Linked DNA regions of Cricetulus griseus: region 1 is linked to region 2. Evidence: chromatin contacts called from public Hi-C data. All regions are on one chromosome and are shown on one strand. Each heading gives the region's core, a stretch centred on a gene start, on an enhancer-like site or on the middle of the called end of the contact. The rest is flanking DNA. Distances are from core to core; before and after follow the strand shown. Region 1 holds the start of Ift27 (intraflagellar transport protein 27 homolog). Region 2 holds the start of Eif3d (eukaryotic translation initiation factor 3 subunit D).

Region 1 (3,941 bases), core at 590-3,089, 210 kb before region 2:
AAATTCATCCTTACCTAACAGTCGCCAAGTGTCAATGGATCATCTTCTCTGTTGCCTGTCTCCCAGCTGGGCTAAGTGGCTCAAGCCCCACTCCCTACTCTGTGCTTAGTAAGCACTCTCTAAGTATCTATTGGATGGATTCCTTAAAGAAGATGCCACATGACTTTTCCAAGAGACATGCCTTTCCACCTAGATAGGACAGAGAGACCAGGAAACAACCCCAACCCACATCACAAAAAACCAACTAGTTTATAGGGTTTCTTATGGAAGCCTGGGTAACGCTTAGGCAGTGATAGTTCCAGAAGCTCCTCATGACACAGGCACCTTTTCAGAGAGACAGGTATTCCCTCTCTGAGTGTTAGCCATCATCCTGGGGTTCAGTAAAAGTGAGAAAGATGGGGTGGAGAGCTCTGGCCAACCTGCAGCAGCAATGCTGAGCTATGGTGGTGGATACACACCCACTCCACCCCAAAGACTTGTGTGTTGAAAGCCTGGGTCCCAGTGCCGGAGTTATAAGAACTAAAGCCTTTAGGGGAAGTAACTGGAGTAAAGTGATCACTGGAGCTCTGACTTCATCGGTGGATTGATGGTTAACTCATGTGAGAAATGGAATCCAGTTGCAAGAGTGTGTGGTTGGAGCTCTTCCTCCCCTCTCCTAATAGAAGGTGGCTATATGCTTAAATGCTACCATTATTACGATGTTCAACCAAATGACCAGACTAAACCTTTCCTGTTTTAAATTGTTTCTCTGTTTTGTCACAGCAACAAACCCCAATACATGGACAACTTGTCTCTTTTCCTTTCTCCCATGAGATAGATAGTTTCTACCTTTTTCAGAGCTCAGGAGGTGTGGTGACTTGCCCAGCCATATCCCATCACTTGGTGACAAAGCAAGAGAGGCTCCTAGAAAAGATGGCATTTACCCACCCTCACCTCATGAGGGACAACTTGGAGATGACATCCTTTTATCCACAACAGAAGAAGCCGAGTGAAAGCGAAGCACAAATCCACTCAACCATGTTACCATGGCCTCCCATCCACTCAGGTATCACTTTCAAATTGCGTCTAATTTAGATTTCATGTTTTAACTGGTACATTATAACAAATCTGTACTATTTACATATGTATACAGAGTATGAGTTTCCATCAGGACAAAGGTGACTTTGTAAACATTACTCCTTTCCATCCCGCTCCTGGAAGGTGAAACGCAAGGATGTTGTCCGCAGTCTCCCACTGTTCAAATCATACCGGGCCTTCCGGCATCTACACAGTAACGTCTTCCTCAACTTTCCGCATCTTTCCCTCCCCGCTATTTCAGCTTTTAAGGCGCATAACACGCTTTGGCTTTAAAGACGGCATTTTGCTTCTGGACATGAGGCAGGGGCTAGATCTGCTGGTGCTCCATTGAGCCTGGGGTCTGAAGACGCAGCCATCAGCACTGGGATCTCGAGACTGCGACTTTTTCTACTGCGCAGGCGCCGCTCTAGAGGCGTCGCCCCGCCCCATGTGGTACGGGTGTGCACTTCGCGAGTGTTCAAACCACACTCTAGCCAATCAGAAAGCCTCACTAAGCCCCGCCTCCAGCTGCATCCTGATTGGGCTGATTCTCCAAAGACACTGGAGGTGCACAGCGGTGATTGACATCGTCTGAAGCCATTGGCCAAGCCGAGAGCAGTTAAAGGCAGAAACCCCTCCGCATCGTCGGGCGAAGGAGACGGTTTTCCCCGCCTCCTCCTTCTATTGGGTCTCTGGAGCCTCCGAGCGTTTGGTAGCAACCAATCGTAGGACAACATGGAGGGAGGAGGCGGGTTGGTGATGGTTGCCAGGAGCCGGTTTGGCGCGACTCTTGGGACCAGTGGGACTAGTGGTTTGTGTCCCAACGCTACAGAAGGGGCCTGAACCGGAAGGCTCGGCAGGGATCAGTTCCGCTCCGCTCCGCTCCGCTCCGCTCCATTCCGCCGGCAACTCTGCCGGCTGCCTGGGGCCTTGAAGCCCAATGTCCACCCAACCCTAGCTCCCGGGCCTCCATCCATCCTTCGAGGCCACAGGCCCTGGGATCAGCTGTCCCCAAATTCTAACCCTCTTTCAGCCACCCTCCTCCCCAATCCCTGCTAGAGGCTGGTTACCATGGTGAAGCTAGCAGCCAAATGCATCCTGGCAGGTGAGTGATAAAATGCTCTTGAACGCGTGGTCTTCGGAGCCTGAACCATCCTAACTCACGCAGTTTTGGTTCGCGATTGCGTCCACTGTCTTTCTTCCATAGGAATAGTGACCAACAGAGTAGATTCCAGTAAGCGGGGAAAATTATTCCCTCTCCCCTCGGACACATTTGTAACTACAGTTGTGTTCCTCGTCTCCCTCCCATATTTTGAGACCATCTTCACCAGGTAGACTTACAGTACAAACATGGACGGCACCCCAAAGTTAGGCATCAGTGACGCTGGCCCCACCATCCTCTGATATGGGTGGGGTGGGTTACTGTGCTGCCCAGCTGAGAGCCTGGACTTGGAGTTTCCCCGGAAGTAAGAATCTCATTATTGTTGACTGACCTGGAAATAGCCTGTACAATGCCCAGAGCATGGATGAGTATTAAATAGATACATGCAGAGTGAGTGAGTCGTGGTGCTCACACCTGTGGACTTTCGTAGAGCCAGTCGGAACATTGAGAAGACCATTTGCTTAGCTTGTAGATAGACTGGTTAACAGTAACTGCATAGACACTACATGCTGTATTTCATTTAACCCCTTTGCCACAGTACAGCACAGCAGGGTAGGTTTCATGTGGTCCTGATATGACTGGGGCATCTAGTGGTGTTGCATAGGGTGAACCCCTAGGGAAGGTCATACACAGGATTCTTACATGAAGTGTTAGCCACTTTTTTGTTGTTATGACAACATACTTGACAGGAAGCAACTTAAGAGGAAGGGCTTATTGTGATTTACAGTTCCAGGGGACAGTCGGTCATGGTGGGAAAGGCACAGTGGCAAGAGCCAGCTGCTGGTTGGTCACATTGCATTCACAGTCAGGAAGTGGAGCCATGAGCACTGCTGCTCAGCTCACTGTCTCCTTTTTATCCAGTCAGGGGATCCAGCGCATAAAAAGGTGCCACCCACCTTTGGAGGTGACCTAATCTAGATAATTTCTAAGATATGCCCGGCCCATGATTCTTTTTTGCAATCAAGAAATTAGCAAGCAGGGGGTGGTGTCATTGAATCTTTATCCTACAGACTGAGAATGGGGGATAGTTCCCTTAATGACTGTTCTAATTTGAAAACAAAAGGGTCACACAGAAAGATGAGTGACAGTCGTGACTCAGACCCTCTTGCAGCAGAAAGAACCCTAGCTCTCCAGAGTGCCTCTGGTTCCCAGAGCACCAGGGGAGGCAGTATTGTGTAACAAAAGGATGTTGGTCAGTCCTTTCTCCCTGGCTCTGTTGCCTTGGACAGCATTCAGCGTCTGCATGGGTAAGTTGGGGACATTTTCATTTTTCTAAAGTTAAGTTTCTTTCTAAGTGGGCGGCTCTGCCTGCTGTTCTCTGCTTGTTCCTCGTTAGCTGGTGAGCTCTCAAGAAGCAAGAAGCTCTTGTCATGAGCCATTCTCCTGAGACTTGCTGTGTGCTGGCCCCACGTCACACCCTCAGGGCAAGTCTTCTGCAGAGCCCTCACAGCCACCAGACAGTCCTATGTCATCCTGTGTAAGATGAGGCAAGCAAGGCCCAGAGCAATGAAGACACTTGTCCTAGGTCTGGACCCAGGCACTGTGCCTGCCACATGATTCCAGCCCCAGCCAGAGTCAGTAGTGGCTCCTGGTCTCCACTCCAACCTGATCCTCAGTCTACAGCTTCTAGTTAAGTCCTTCAGGGTATCTCCCGTTGGGAGCCTCCAGGTACCAACAGACCCCAGTGGAACCACATTCAGATCCTTAATCTCCATACCTCCCT
Region 2 (3,672 bases), core at 1,054-3,553:
TATCACATAAATCTCTGTGCTAACCTTAGTCATATGAGCCATACTGAGAAGTTCGTTACTCAATTATCTAAGTAGATTTTGTGTCTTTCCAAATTAGACAGATTGTGAAAACTCTTTAGTGAGAAAGGCCCCACTTCCCAACTTCACACTTTCTCACAAGAATGTAAACTTTGAGCTGGGTGATGGTGTCACATGCCTTTATCCTAGCACTCAGGAGGCAGGGGCAGGTGAATCTCTGAGGCCAGCCTGGTCTACAAAGTGAGTTCCAGGGCTACACAGAGAAACACTGTTTTGAAAAGAAAAAAAAAAAAAAAAACAAGCAAAAAAGAATGTACTTTGTTTTGAGAACAGGTCTTATATAGTCCAAACTGGCCTTGAACTTCAGGCTGAAAGTGACTTTTTGTTTTGTTTCTGGAGTTCTTGATCATCTGATCCTCCTGTCTCTGCTTCCCCAGGTGCTGAGATTACAGGTACATGCCTACATACCTGGTTAACACAGTGCTGGGGATTGAACCCAGGGCCTTGTGCATGCTAAGCAAGCTCTCTACCAACTGAACCACACCCCCAGGGAAGAATGTGAGGTGCTTAGGGCAATCTTTTTTGTTGTTTTATCTCTAAAAGCAGGTCCTAAAGGTCTTAGGTTCACAAAACACTTCTTGGGCACACTCTACGACAATGCCACTGCACAAGAGTGACACAAAACAGCAGACTCAGAGTCTGGAGCACTGTGAGAGAAGTCACATGCTGAGCTGAGAATGAGGAAGGAACTTCCACATCCTCCTCCATCTGGACAGAGCAGAACATCTGGGCCTGAACAGGGGAAAGATGATTAAACTCTGACACAGTAGAATCTGCAGCAGATGGCCTCTGGGATCCACAGCAAAAAGGGAAAGAAAAAAAAAAAAAAAAAAAAAAAACACAAAAACAGGAGCGATATGATGGAAGTTCAGCAAAGATACATGTCTCCTTATATTTTATGACACATCTCAATTTTATATTGATTTGGGGTCTTGCTATGGAGCCTAGGCTAGCTTCAGGTTTGCAACAATCCTTGTGCCTCAGGTTCTCAGGTGCGGGGAGTTCAAGGTTAGCCTGGGCAATTTAGTGAGACCCTATTTCAAAAATTTTTTAAACATTTTGGTGTAAGATGGCTCAGTTTTCAAAGACAGTGCCTTTTTCTCAGAACCTTCTCCAACTTCACCAGCTCCTGTCTGGCATTATGATCCATCCTCCTGCCTCAATTTCAGACTAGAGGGATCCCAGGATGCACTGCCATTTCTGGCTAGGAGCCAACTCTTAAAGGCATATGGTGTGGTAGGCCCAACCTTCAGGGCAGAAAGAACAGCAAGTGTAGGACCTGCTGAGAGGGAAATGAGAGCAGGCCACGGTGACCAGAGCAGAGGTTGTACAGAATAATAGGCATCGAAGCGAGAAGGCAGCCAGGGATGTCAGGCCACAGAAAGCTAGTCTACTTTATGTTATGCTTCCCTAGGGAGGTGCTAATTGTGTGGGAAGACGTTTGACCACGCTGAGGAGCAACCCACCAGGAGTATGAATAGATCCAAGCTATGACGGGAGATGGAACTCAAGATGTGTCTGAAATTAAAATAGGCTAGTCATGAAACGAAAGAATATTTATTTATTTATTTATTTATTTATTTATTTATTTTGGTTTTTTGAGGCAGGGTTTCTCTGTGTAGCCCTGACTGTCCTGGAACTCGCTCTGTAGACCAGGCTGGCCTCTGCCTCGTGTGTGCTGCGATTACAGGCGTGCGCCACCACCGCCGGGCCTATTTTGTCTTACTTTCAATGAGCAAACAGAAATCTCCGTTGAAAAATGAGGCTTAAGATCTGTGGAACAAGGGTTTGAGCCCTGGCGGCCATCGCGAAGTTCTAGCAGCCCGGACCACGGTCTCTCGCCACCCCTCACCCTGCAGACAACCGGCACAGGGAACGAGCGAGGACACCTCCAGCGGAGGGCGGTTCAACCCGACCAAAGCCAGACAGGAGCCAGCAAGAGCCGCGGGGCATTGTGGGAGGCAAAGGGGCCGAGGCAGCCGCGAAGCATTGTGGGACACCGCGGGGCCGACTCCTGCTCCCCGCCCCAGCTTCCCTCGCACCGCGCGCCGCCACGTTTCAGTTCTGAATCGCTCGAGGCGTCCGCGGATGCCGCTGACGTAACCAGCCCCACTCCTGTCTCTCACCTCAGAGAATAATGAGGACTAAGCCAGTGGCCGTGACAAACTTCCGGTTGTGTCTTCGCTTTACGGCCCGACGTTTTTCCGCTGACTAAAAAGGAAGTGGTAGCGCCGTTTACGACAGCGCCGGTCGCGGTTTACGGCGCCGGCTCTTGCGCGCGCAACTTTCCTGCTGTCTTGGTTCCTCGGAGAATCGAGAATATCGCAGTCTCTGACCCGTGCCATCTCTCGCCATCCGGGCCTGCGGAGCCCACTGCAGGTGAGCGGCTTGCTTTGCAGAGACCTGTGGACCTCGCGAGCCACCCTGGGCTAGGCCTGGCTTCGGGGGCCTCCCGGAAGAGCCTTCCTTTACGTCCTCTCCTGTCGTCGCCCCAGGGCGGGGCGGGAATCTGCCTTGGGTGGTCCCAGGCGCGACCCTGTTAGTGCAGGACACCCCACACGGTGTGGATCCCTCACCCGATGCTAAGCCCAGAGCCGTGGGGACGAAGTGTCCTCCTCCGGGGGCTTCGAACAGTTTCCGTCTCTGCTCCGAAGTGGGCGACTGAGAGGAGTGTGCTCCACCCTGGTGTGAAACCGAGCCCAGGACTTCGTGGCTCTTGTCTGTAGTGTCCACAGTGATCCGCACCGTATTGTGGTTAGTACAGCTGTCGCATCGTTTTAGTTTTCCCCTATCAGTGACCTTCTGGTTCTCATGTGCGGAAGCCAAAGGACTCCAAACCCCTGCCCATCCGGGGAGATGATGCATGTCAAGTCTTGGACTATCTTGAACTTGTGACAACTAAAATTACAGTTGCTTTTGAGGTGGTATTGTGAGTATGTCTTAAAGGCCCAGGTCGTCAGGCTGTCCCTAACTGCAATGTAGCCAAAGAAGGCCAGGCTTAGGCAGACAGCCTTGGAAACTGCCTTTGAGATGATGGGCAGATGGACTGCTTAAGTTATGAGAGCCAACTTTCTCAGAGATGATGGTTTGAGGAAGCAGTGGTGCCTATCTATCCAGCACAGTTCCAATACTTTGCTGGGGGCTCTTATTTCATGTGAGCTGTTCAAAGGCCACACGCTCCCCCATGTTCTCTTCCTACATACAGCTTAGCATAAGTTCTTATTTGGGGATGCAGGTCCCAAGTTTATTCCTTGTTGCTGTCACCTAAATATCTTAAGCTTTCCTATGGTGGAGCAAGGAGGAGAGATTACTAAACTCTCTGGACATTGTCAGAAGGTAAGACTTAGTCTAGGCTTAGAGACGTTGGGTATTGGGTGCCCAGGTGAGAGTGTTTTTGAGGGAACTCATCTCACTTTTATCATACTTCATGAATCTGAGGTAGCTCTGTCTTATGTTATTCTAAGAAAGAAAAGACAAGATGTGACAGCCATCAAGCATAAGGCATGGCCTCATTTCAAAGATAGTCACCAAAAAAGAGCAAGTCCTAGAATTAATGAGACACAAGAAAATGTGGCTGGTGTCGACAATGTTCTG

Evidence for each region. Hi-C and Micro-C count contacts between places; a contact is called where the count stands out from the background.
Region 1: a Hi-C map of fibroblasts shows a contact between it and region 2, with 4 times the contacts expected there. The contact joins the promoter of Ift27 here to the promoter of Eif3d in region 2. A contact is called at or near these places in 3 of 8 Hi-C or Micro-C datasets (the CHL-YN cell line, the CHO-K1 cell line and fibroblasts).

The regions. Positions count from the first base shown.
Region 1 is chr2:375,282,808-375,286,748 of CriGri-PICRH-1.0, reverse strand. Ift27 (intraflagellar transport protein 27 homolog) reads left to right here and starts at 1,839. Exons shown (of 8, transcript XM_035440745.1): 1 at 1,839-2,074; 2 at 2,112-2,161. The coding sequence starts at 2,128.
Region 2 is chr2:375,068,925-375,072,596 of CriGri-PICRH-1.0, reverse strand. Eif3d (eukaryotic translation initiation factor 3 subunit D) reads left to right here and starts at 2,303. Exons shown (of 15, transcript XM_027403921.2): 1 at 2,303-2,457.